Regions from separate parts of the Mus musculus genome. Here region 2 is linked to region 1. The links are chromatin contacts, called in public promoter capture Hi-C maps. All regions are on one chromosome and are shown on one strand. The core of a region is the stretch at or near the end of the contact, and the rest is flanking DNA. Distances in the headings are between cores, read along the strand shown.

The links. Capture Hi-C pulls out chosen DNA fragments and counts their contacts.
Region 2: a promoter capture Hi-C map of liver shows a contact between it and region 1. The contact joins the promoter of Oas1c here to the promoter of Ddx54 in region 1. A contact is called at or near these places in 4 of 39 promoter capture datasets (the C10 cell line, liver and pre-B cells), 1 of 15 datasets of contacts at CTCF or cohesin (the NIH/3T3 cell line), 8 of 484 Hi-C or Micro-C datasets (CD4 T cells, CD8 T cells, the STO cell line and 4 more), 4 of 115 datasets of contacts at active chromatin or transcription factors (effector CD8 T cells, embryonic stem cells and thymic regulatory T cells) and 3 of 9 other capture datasets (adipose tissue, liver and pancreatic islet).

Annotation. Positions count from the first base shown.
Region 1 is chr5:120,609,381-120,615,482 of GRCm38.p6, reverse strand. Ddx54 (DEAD box helicase 54) reads right to left here and starts at 2,353. Exons shown (of 20, transcript NM_028041.2): 1 at 2,177-2,353. The coding sequence starts at 2,347. It overlaps Rita1 (RBPJ interacting and tubulin associated 1), which reads left to right and starts at 2,894. Exons shown (of 3, transcript NM_029096.3): 1 at 2,894-3,209; 2 at 3,754-4,105; 3 at 5,521-6,102. The coding sequence starts at 3,837. The coding sequence ends at 6,013.
Region 2 is chr5:120,810,133-120,816,194 of GRCm38.p6, reverse strand. Oas1c (2'-5' oligoadenylate synthetase 1C) reads left to right here and starts at 3,681. Exons shown (of 7, transcript NM_033541.4): 1 at 3,681-3,761. It also overlaps the pseudogene Oas1b.

The DNA of each region.
Region 1 (6,102 bases), core at 1,104-3,603:
GGTTTCCTGTGCCCAGGCTGGTCCTCTGAACCCCCAACCCTCTTGCGTCTACCTTCTGAGAGCTGAAATGGCAGGTGGGTGGCCCCAGAGCCAGTTCCTTCACTAGACTCCTTTTGATGACACTCATCAGGTACCTTTTAGATTCTAATGAGAGAGGTGATTGTATAACTTCTTGTGGGTCTTAGGAAGGAACATGGTGGCACGCATCAGTCATCCCAGCACCAGAGAAGTAGGAGGATCAAGAGATCAAACCCATCCCTGTCTCCTCCTGAGTCCAAGGCTACTTAGAGCTACACAAGACCCTACCTGGTGCTTTAACATGATGGGCTATGACAGTCACCTCAATATGACAGTAACCAGCACTCCGGAGGCAAAGGCAGGAGGATCTCTGTGAGTTCCAGACCTGCCAGGGCTACACAGCAAGACCCTGTCTCACATCAAAACACAATGACTAAATAAAGATATACAAAAAAAGCAGGGCAGTGTGGTGGCGCACGCCTTTAATCCCAGCACTTGGGAGGTAAAGGCAGGTGAATTTTTGTTTGAAGATAAATTAGGCCAAGATTACTTGAAAGACACAGACATGCCTAGCACAGACAGGGCCCTAGGTTTGGTCTCTAACCCTGCCCAAACTAAAGGTGTGTGTGTTGGGGGTGGGGAATGAAAAAGGCTGTCCCAGCTGGGCATGGTGGTGCACGCCTTTAATCCCAGCACTTGGAAGGCAGAGGCAGGCGGATTTCTGAGTTCGAAGCCAGCCTGGTCTACAAAGTGAGTTCCAGGACAGCTAGAACTATACAGAGAAACTCTGTCTCGAAAAAACAAAAAACAAAAAACAAAAAACAAAAAAAAAAAAAAAGAAAGAAAAGAAAAGAAAAGAAAGAAAAAGGCTTTCCCCACTGATCCTAAGTCAACAGACTCTGCACCCAATGTAATATTCTGGTTTCATTGCACCGCACAAAGATGTTGGGTTTTTTCTTTTTGTTTTTTTAGTTTTTGTTTTTTGTTTGTTTATTTGTTTGTTTGTTTTTCGAGACAGGGTTTCTCTGTATAGCCCTGGCTATCCTGGAACTCACTCTGTAGACCAGGCTGGCCTCGAACTCAGAAATCCACCTGCCTCTGCCTCCCGAGTGCTGGGATTAAAAGCGTGTGCCACCACTGCCCGGCTTGCTTTTTTTCATCTTTATTTATTTATTTTTGGTGGAGGGTAATGGTACAGTGTGAACTTGGCTGCTCTCCCGTTCATATTTACATCAGGTGTGCGACAAGCCCTTTAATAAGCATGTGTTTCCCGGGTTGGAGGAGCCTTTGGGTTTTTTTGTACAGCAAAATATTAAGAATTGGTGGTGGCGCTCTTACCAGCTCAGGGTGGCCTTGGACTCCTGATCCTCCTGCCGCCACCACTCCTACCCTGGGAGCTAAGATTACAGGTGTGTGCCACAATACCTGCTTTTACCTGGTGATGGCCTTCAAACCCAGGGCTCTGCACACGCCAGGCAAGCGCTCTATCAACAAAGCTACATTCAGAGCCCACAGGCTGGGTTTTGACTTGTAAAGTTTATTACGTCTTACTACAGCCAGCCTGTGCCGGACTGGGCCTCAGCAAAACCCTTGGTCTGAACCACGGGAGCAGCCTTCTTGTATTTGCCAATGAACACCAGCGTTCTCATTGCCTCTAGCTGTCTCTGCACATTTACTGACCACTTAACGAGTGCAGCTCATTGACTGAGCTGGGAAGGAGAAATGGAGAACCAGATATACCCGCTATGCACAAGACGATGGGCGTCATGAACGATAGGCTTTTGTGCCCCACTTGGTGATCACACCTATCCCCCAAGATGAATACAACTGGAACCGGACCATCCCCAGTTCCAATCCTGCTGTCCTCCCTGACATTGCTGGTGAGCCTGGCATAGCTAGAGCACGACATAAGTCCGTAAATACTAGTTTAGTTTAAAACCGGCTTCTCAGAAGAGTGGTCCGGCCTTCCCTTTAATTTTCTCATCTAAGACCGCCCCAAACTCAGGCGGACCTTCCGCACTTGCACTTTCTATTGGCTGCGTAAACTCGAGCCCGTCCCCCACGCGAAGGGACCCAATGAGGGACCGCGATTAGTGAGACGGACAAGCGGAAGGGCGCAGGCCGAGAGCCCGAACAGGGAGCCCCCTCGCGCTCTTACCTTCCTCGCCCGGGCGTCATCCTCCGCCTGGATCTCGAACTCGCCGTCATCCGAGTCGCTGTCGCGGCCTTGGGAAGCCCCAGTTCGGCGTTTCCGCAGCCTCTTCTTCTTCCACGGCGCCATGGTGGGACGCGACGGCGGGCCAGGTCCCACACGTCTGCCAGCAGCCATGCGGGCCGGGCTCTTAGACCCGGAAGAGGGCGGGGCCTAAGGGACGCGTCGACTGCGCGGGGGCGGAGCCTGTGAGACGCAAGAGCGGCGTCGAGAATCCAGGTTTCACCCGTAGGGCGGGGCCGGGCCTGAGGAAACCAACCAACTTCGCAGGGGCGGAGCGTCAACATGGCTTTATCAATGGGCGAAGCCAGAAGGAGGAACCAACAGAACGGGGGCGGGGCCTAAGTGGTGTACCAGCCGGGCAGAGGCGAGGCCTGAGGGACATACCAACTGGTGGGGGCGGAATGTGTCAACTGAACCGTGATAGATGCTTAAGGGACCTACTAACTGCGCGAATGCCAAGCTGTGAGAGATGTGGTAACTGTAAAGAGAGCAGGACCTGAGGGACATAACAACTGAACGTGTGGACAAACTCGAGGAATGTACCAACCACGCAAGGTTGACCCTACCAAGGGGCGGGGCCTAATGGATGTACAGATGAGGCTGGGGGTGTGGCCTGTGGAACGTACCATCAGCGCGAGGGCGGGGTATAGGGACGTACCAGTGCGCAGGGGTGGGGCGTCGCACCGGTTGCCCAGCAAGGGATGCGGGTGGGCGCGTGTCGCTGTGGCGCCCTTGCTGATTCTGTGCTATGAGGCTTTAAATGTGGCGGAGACAGAGCTTTCTGGCCGGAGGCTCCAGGAGAAAAAGCACCAGGCATGGAGATCCCGTGACGCCTGCGCTTTCAGCTCTGTAAGCTGGCCGGTGCGTTGCTACTCTGCTGTTGGGAGCCTGAGCTGGACTCGGGGAAAATGCATTTCGTATGAGACTGGTTGGCGAGGACTGGAACGCACCACGTTTGCAAAGCGCTTTGCACAAGGTAGGAATGGGGGGCGACAGTAGCTTGGGAGCCCCTTTCCCTCTTCCACCCTAATTAGTTTGTCTGGTTGGTGCCATTCCCCTGCACGCCCGCAGTCGTACTATATTTGTTGAGCATACACTGTAGGGTGTAATTGTGTATTTACTTATTCATTAAATATTTGCTGACGGCATTTTCTCCCGTCTTCACAACTAAAAAGACAGTGCCTGCTTTAGCCTGACCCATGCACCTCAGACGCCAGGCGATCGTGCAGTTCTCCGTGGGAAGTAGAAGCGGGAGGATCCGGAGTTAAAGGTCATTCTTGGCTATATAATAAAGTTTAATATAGTGAGTTTCAGGCCACCTTGGACTACTGAAATTGGGTGTCGGGGACGGGCAAGAAAGTGAAGCACTTCCAAGGTGTCCACTGAACAACAGTAGTCCTTTGAGAAAAACCAGTCGCTTTCCCTCAGCAAGAAAAAGCCCTTTTTGCCCTTGGGCTTGTTATTCCAAGCTGCTGCTCTTACTTGGAAAAGCTGATTGCTCATTCCGACCCCTATTACAGGGAGCCCTGGAGGCTGAGTCTGTCAGGCACACCACACCCACTGGGCAACGTGAAGACCCCGGTGGCACCGGCCCAGCAGCGGAATGAAAGCCCTCCACCTTCAGCACCGCAGTCCCACCAGCTACAGGGTCAAGGCCAGGGCATCCTATGTGGATGAGACCCTGTTTGGCAGCCCAGCAAGAACCAGACCTGCCCAACCAGACTTTGACCCACCCTGGGTGCAGAATTGTAACCGATCCAGAGGAGTGGGCCCAGGACCACCGAAGGGCTCTCTGGCCAAGAGAGACTGTGAGTCCCCCTCTTCCAGGGGCAGCACCCCAAACCTCACACCAAGGAAGAAAAACAAATACAGGTAAGGTGGGGGGTGCACTCCTGTTTTAAGGGTGGCTGTCTTGGTCCCTTTCCTGGTTGCCGTGATAAAATACTCTTGGCAGAAGGAACTTGGGCAAGAAAGGGTTTGAGTTGCTCTCCTTGGTTATAAGAAGTCACAGCAGTGTGGGGTGGAGATGGTTGGTCACATTGCATGCTCAGCACACTCTCTTGCTTTTATTCAGTCCCAGGGTATCTGACCCCCATCCCCCGCTTCTGACACCCCAGGCATGTGCAGGTAAAACACTAGTACTAAGGGGAAGGTCTATCGTAGGTATGGCAGCGGGCCAGCCTGACATAGCTGATTGCTCTCTGCCACTCTCCTTCCTGATGATCCCAGATCTTGCCAAGTTGGCAATTGAAACTGACCACCAGAGTAGCCGTCAGGTCTCCTGGAACAGCTTGTTAGGGACCTGTTGTGTGGCCATGGCCAAGCGCCTTGGTTCTTTTTTTTTTTTTTTTTTTTTTTAGATTTATTTTATGTATATGAGTACACTGTAGCTGTACAGATGGTTGTGAGCCTTCATGTGGTTGTTGGGAATTGAATTTAGGACCTGGACCTCTGCTTGCTCCAGTCTTCCCCGCTCACTTGGACCAACCCTGTTTTCTCTGGTCCGTCCCACTCTCTCAGCCCTGGTTGCTCCGGCCCAAAGATTTATTTATTATTGTACATAAGTACACTGTAACTGTCTTCAGACAGCACCAGAAGAGGGTGTCAGATCTCATTACGGGTGGTTGTGAGCCACCATGTGGTTGCTGGGATTTGAACTCAGGACCTGTGGAAGAGCAGTTGGTGCTCTTACCCACTGAGCCATCTCGCCAGCCCCATAAAAATTTATTAAAGGAGATTCTGGGGAGGAGGGGAACTATTCAAGCAAAAATAATGTATTTCTGCTGAGCTCACATAGACTTTTTTGGAAAAGTACATTTATATTTGGTTGTTTTGGGATGGGAGGGATGTGCACTGGTAAAGGCCAAAGGACAACTTGTTGGAGTCAGTTCTTTCCTTCTACTACGTGCATGCGGAGGATCAAACTCAGGCTGCAGGCCGCCAGTCTTGGCCACAAGCACCCTTACCCACTGAGCCTTTTTGCTGTCCCTAAGCGACAGTGTCTGCTACTTCTGTTTATGTGGCACTTAATGGGCCTAATCACTCCCATTAATCTGGAGCTGAGCAGATTCAGGAAGGGGTCTGTCATCTGTCCTTTTGTCTCCAGGAGAAGAGAGCGGGAAGCCCTGAGCTGCTTTGGACCTATACCTGTCATTGTATTAAAGAATGTCAGGCTTATTTGTGGGTACCAGGCAGGCTCTGCTGCCTTACTTTATCGTGGGAAGTGAGGTTGCAGAGGGCTTTAGGATCATCGCCACCACCGGTCACAGTGCCCTTCCCTTTTTCAGGCTGATTGGCCATGCCCCATCCTACTGCGATGAGTCACTGTTTGGCACTAGCAAGGAGGGGTCTCGGATGGCCGTGGGGGATGCTGCAAAGCTCCGGACCCTTTTCTGGACCCCACCAGCCACCCCTAGGGGCAGCCACACACCTTGCCCCAGGGAGACCCCTCTGCGAGCCATTCACCCAGCTGGACCCTCCAGGACAGAGCCCAGAGTGACTGCAGGCTCCCAGATGTCATCCCAGGATGGGTTGTGTGTTCCCTGCTCTCTGGGACAGAGGCGGTCCCATTCACTCACCCACCTAACTGTCCCCAGCACGGGTCATCCAGCTTCCAGTGCTCCCCAGACCAATGGGCCTTGGAGTCCCCGGCCTAACACATCAGGGGCGACTGTCCAGAGTCCCCTGGTCACTTCCAAGGCATGCTCAGGTCGTGTTTCGGGGCCAGCTCCCCCTCGGCGAGGGGCCTGTCCTCCCAAGCCGAAGCCTCCTTGGAAGTGAGATTCTCGTCAGGGATGCTTTTGGCCCAAAGCCAGGACTCAAGCTCGGGTGGGGTCCTATAGAGACAACGGTCCCCAGGGCCTCCAGAT
Region 2 (6,062 bases), core at 2,432-4,931, 200 kb before region 1:
AAGCCAAGGGCTAGTGGCCTTGTCACTAAGTTAACAGCAGAAGTTCACACAGTGGCCAACAGGGGGTGCTGTGCTTCCCCCAAATGTAAAGCCTCAAGTATTCTCTAAGCTCCCCCAAGATCCCACTGTGCTCTCAGGAGTGTTTCCTGAGTTGGACAATCTGTAATTTTGGCGACGCATGCTGTATCAGGCCTGGTAAAAGATTGTTGCAGGATATTTGATCACACTGTGAACCCTGAGATTGAGTTGTTTATTGGAAAAACCTGGTTTTAGGTGTGGTGGCTCAGCCTTAGCACACACCCTTAATCCAGGAGCTTTCTGCTTGAATATTGTAAACAGGATTAAATAAAGCCAATCATAGATCAAGAGGCAGAGCAAGCAACCAGCTGACCAGAAGCGAACATGGGATTACTAAGAAGGAACCACAGAGAGTAAGAGGGAGTCAGAAGGAGGGATAGAGAGACCCACAGGAAGTAGAGGGGAGGGACATTCCATTTGAAAGAGGTTATGAGATAGCATGAGAAGGGGATGCATTCTGGAACATTCTGGCTCAGGAGGAAGGTCAGCTAGGTGCTTTCTCTGCCTCCCTGAGCTAGCAGGATTTTACCACAGTATCTGGCTTTGCAAGTCTTCATTGGTAAAATTGAATAATTGAGATTTTTGTCAAAAGATAAGATCTTTTAATGTGTAATGTTATAAAATGTGTGTGCATGTGTGAGTTGGGTGGCTGCATCTGCAGTTTTACTGAGGGGCCAGAGCTCCGATGAGATCTGCGTCCTGTGCAAACTCTCCTGCAGACACCCCAGGTCTCTGAACAGCTCTGAGGGAGAAGATTCGCGAGTTTGTTATTTTCAGTGAAGTCTACACTGTCTCATGTTTAAGAAGACAAAACCCACAGCTAGCCGTGAGTAGGACTGGTATGCTGAGGGAGCATCTAGTTTGACTCCCTCCCCTAAGTGAGCCAGCAGGCTGCTCAATGTCCCTGTGGGATGGATTCTGTCTCCCCGCTACCAAATTTCCAAAATCCCTCCTCCCCAGCGCAGCTTTAAAGAGACATTCTCTTTAGTTGAATTTCTCAAATGATAATGGTTTTCAGTTCAGGGATGGAAGGTGTGGGCTGGGGAGATAGCTCAGTCTGTAACGTGCTTGGCTCGCAAGCATGAGGACCCCCGTCGGAATCCCAGAACTCAGAGAAAAAGCCAGTGTTGGTGGTGTAGGATTGTAATCTCAGAACTGAGAAGGGGGAGACTCTGAGGGTCCCTGGGGCTCTTCCCAGCCAGTCAGGCTCAAGTGTGAATTCTGAACCAGGGAGAGACAAGGTCTCAAAAAAGATGGATGACTCTTGAGATGAGTTAGCCATGGTTCCGGATCACACCCACACACAAGAGAACACCTACGCAACACACATGTGCACACACACAGAGGTGGAACTAGAAGGGAGGATGAAGGCATGCAGAAGGGTGAGCTGAGGCTCTCTGGCAGGCTGCCTTACCCAGTAAATCATAGGCTGGCAGCACATCAAACTTCACCTCCTTCAGCAGGTCGGGGGCGCTCAGCTTGAAGCTCAGAGCCCGGGAGTTGGGACTCCTTAAACTGTGGACCTCAAACTTCACTCCACAACGTCTCTCATGCTGAACCTCGCACAGCTGTTTCTTAATTTCCTTAATCAACACTCCCTGTTGGTTTAACTGATCCTCAAAGCTGGTGAGATTGTTAAGGAACACCACCAGGTCAGCGTCTGACCTGCCCTTGAGCGCGGTGCCTTTGCCCTGAAAGACAAGAAAGAGAATGACAAAGGACAGGGAGAGCCATGCTGGGAGGTCCAGATGCTGAACTGGAGTCCATCACCAAGGTGATAGATGGATGGATGGATGGATGGATGGTTGGATGGATGGAGCAAGCTGCTAGATGTGCAGGAGAATATTAGTCAGCCCTGAAGAGTGACATCAGAATCTATGTAGGAAAATAGAGGGTGCTGGATCTCCTCTTGATACAGAAGATAAACCACACCGTGAAGGGAAAATATCCATGTTCATCTGTGGAGTCTCTGTGTGTTCAAGTGTGTGTGTGGGGGGGGGGGCTGTGTATGGGAGTGGGGGAGAGGTCTAAATGAAACAAGCACAGAAGAGTTTGGGAAGGGTACAGTAGCACTCATGCAGTGCCCACATTAGCTGCACACATGTGACATACCATCAGAGAGTGAATCTCTGGGGAGGGTCTGGTGGGAGGTAAAGGATAGTAGAGATTGGAAGGAGACTATGACTAAATTAATACAGATATATGAGAATGTAGCCATAGTCCCATGGTTGGCATTGTTAGCTGGGAGGAAATATGCGCAAGTGACATCATTAAAGAGAAGATGGCCTTGTGTGATATAGAATAACATATAACATCATAGAGAAACTGAAAAAAACAATAAAGGTGATCCAAGTCTGTAAAACAAATATCATAAAAAGAAGAATTCATGCTGAACAAAGCCTCCCTAAATAAAATGCTTAGAATCATCACTAACACACATGAGCATCAGCTACTGTTGAGAGAGGGCATTACAAATTGTCACATCTCCGGATGGAGAGGTGGGTCAGTAGCTAAAACTGCCTGCTGTTCCTGCTGATGACCTCAGTTTAGTTCCCAGCACCCAAGCAGGCCAGCTCAGAGCCACCTATGTAACTGCAGCTCTAAGGGATCTGACACCCCCTTTTCAATTCTGACCAAACCTGCACTAACACATACAGAGCCCCACTCACAACTAAAAATGTAGAAATACAGTCAACTGAAAACAAGAAAACAACTTCATTTCTGCACCCTTCACAGAGTCTGAGAGTTAAGTACCAGTGTCATGAAATGTGATTTGACAGACAGCCCGGGAACCGAGTCCAGAGAGGGTCCATCAATCCAGTCACATAGCAGGCGAGTCCTGGTCTGTCCTCCGTGTCACATTTGACTTAGTCTATGTGACCTTATCATTCCTGGGGCGTGGAACACTGGACATGGAGAAGGTAGTTAAGTTACCCTAAGTCACACAGCAGTGCAAAGGTTGTATTACCACTGCCCCACCACCTGCCCCTCCACTTTCCAGAAAACTGCTTTGCCATTCTGGGCCTCAGTTTCCCCGACTCTGAAATGGACATGGCCTGGGAGTGGGGAACATAAACTGTAGCTGAGGCTCCTTCTCCAATACAGATGTGGGACTTGGGGGGAAGAACCCATCGCCAGCTGTGATCAGAATTAAGAGGAGGGATCAGGGTTGCAGCCTGGCTTCTGAAAGTCCTGTCCCACCTCATCTCGGCCAGCTCAGGCTGAGGAAGGCTCACCTTGACCCCTTTAGAGGCCCTCATTCGGCGGACGGGGCCCCGGAAGGATCTGTCCTTCAGGAGAGCACACAGGGCATCTATGACTTCTCTGAGGTCAGCACAGAAGCTGGTGTCCGGGAGATGGTTCTCTATGAACTTATCAAGCTTCGAGGCCGGGATGCTCCTCAGATCCTGCTCCATCCTAGGTCCAGCTTTTACCTCTGCAGCCAGCAGGTCCTGTGTCTCCTAGGCTGGCTGAAGCAGAAATGGGACTTTCAGTTTCCATTTCCCGGGAAGGGCGCGGATATGCAAATCATCCAGGCCCGAGCAGCCAATGGCGTTAGGGCTTCTGAACAGGTACCTCCCCATCCAAGCCTGAGCTTTCTTAAGATCCGGCCCAGGGAAGAATGTGTAAGGAAACTGACCTGGCTTTCTCGGGATTTCTTCTGGAAAAAAGGCTGTTACACGGTACGTTTTAGGAACAATCTGTGCACGTAGAAGAAGGGAAACGGAATCAGGAAACCACAGAAGGTGGCTGGTGGCTCCTGAGCTCGGCTTCCATCTCCTGCAAACGTTTTAGGCGGAACTGCTTTTTTTTTTTTTCTTTTTAAGAACAGCACCTCCCCAGGTTTTGTTTTTCCTTTACCTCTGGACTTGCAGGTCTAGGATTACAGACAATTCTAACAGAAAGCTCAGACTTCCCAGAAGCCCCCTCTCCTACTCACACCCTACATTTTCCCCTGTGGTGCAGGGGGTCTGGGTGAGGGTGGGGTCTGGGCATCCCCAAGGGTGAAGTACAGGCCGTACCACCAAGCTGGGGACAGTACAGGTCAGCAGTGACTATTAAAATGAGCTGTCTTTCAGGGCCCTGGCAAGGTTGAAAATCACCTTTGGGTGACATACCCAAGGCCTCATCAAAACAGTTTGATGCCCTCCAACCCCTGCCTCCATCTTCTCATCTCTTGTTTAGAGGGCAGAGAGAGGGCTCAGAGTTTAAGAGCTCGGGCTGTGCTTCCAGTTCCAATTCTGAGAACTGACATGGCAGGTCCCAAACACACACACACACACACACACACACACACATTCACATGCACACGCACAGGGCATGCACACACTAAATACACTCCTGAGCTTGCCTGTGCACATATGCACACAAATACACAAACAAGTGTATACTCACATGTGCACACCCGAGCATTAACCAGGATGTACTTCGATGAGGAAATAAAGAGTCTGGCCTTCTGCAAGAGCAGGATTGGCCTTTATGCATCTCCAGGAAGGAAGCCATTGCTAGTGGAGACTGCTCACCGGGCACAGGGAGCTCCAGGGGATTAGGGTGGAAATGGGACCTTTGGGGGTCTGCAGACCTAGTCCTGCTTCCCCAAGCTGGTGGATTTTGGTGGGGTGCTTACCCCGTTGGCCTCCCTGATCCTCACTGCACACTGACATCAGCACCATATCTCCTCCTGCAGGGAGTCACTCAGACTGCCTGGGGCTTCTAGGTCATTAGCCCTTCACATGCAGGAAAACAGGGAAGAAAAACAGCATTGTGGGTGGCCCTAGCAGTTCAGCAGGCAGAGGCTGATGCAGGAGGATGGATAGTGGAGGCTGGTCCATCCTGGGCTACACTACAGCTGGATTCACTCCAGAGTGTGAGGGGGAAAAAACCCTAAAACAGATGAAGAAATGAATGGAAAAAAAAAAAAAGGATCCTGCCCAATGCTGTGGCTGAGAGCACACTCTGGGCAGTAACACAGTTCTTTCCTTAAAGAAACAGGAGCGGGAAGTTCCACTGACCAAAGTTGTGTCATTCCAGGTCAGAGGTGAGCCCTCAGCACAAAGTGTCAGCTGCTTTAAATTCCTTTTGGTCAGCCAGGTGTAGTGTCACAGGCCTTTGATCCCAGCACTCTGGGGTCAGAGGAAGTTGGACCTCTGTGTTTTTTTTTTTTTTTTTTTTTTTTTTTTTTTTTTTGGCTAGCCTGGTCTACAGAGTGAGTTCCATGATAGTCAGAGCTCAGTGGTGAGATCCCGTCTTGAAAAATAAACAACAACAAATTGTTGTTGGTTTTTGTGAGCCACCAAATAAATCTGGGAAGTGAGCCCAGGTCCTCTGCAAGAGCATCCAGTGCCTGGCCCTCCTCTGAGCCATCTCCCCAGACCCCAGGTACAATCTTCTTGGCCTCATTGGGAGGCATGGTGGATTCTGAGGGAACTGGGATGCTGAAGGCCCCTCCCACAAGTGCCAGGATGGGAGGACGGGAGGCCAGCTGAGAGTCCTGAGCAGATCTGGGGGAGCACCAAGCTAATCGTGCTTTAGATAGTCTATACATTTATTTCCTGTGTGTGAGTATGTGAGGTCAGAGGACAGCATGTAGAAGTCGGCTCTCTCTCCTTCCACCACGTAGGTCCTGGGGACCAAACTCAGGCCACCAGCCTTGGTGACAAACACCTGTGCCCTCTGAGCTATCTCAGTGACTCAGTGACCCTTTTTGTTCTTGGTTTGGGAGACAGTCTCATAGGCTAGGCTAGCCTTCAACTTGCAGCAATCTCCCTGCCTCCGTGCTGGGATTATAGTGTGTCCAGCTCATCTCTACTCCGCCGCCCTCCTTCCCCCCGTATCCTAGCGAGTATCATTAAGCCCAGTGAGATCAATGCCCCTGAAAGCCTGACTGAGTCTGGGAGTGCCCAGATGACAAGGTTTAAGACCCTGAACCACCCTCTTGGCCACATAGCCAGCTTCTGCTGGGACACACTGCTTTCTTCATGAGC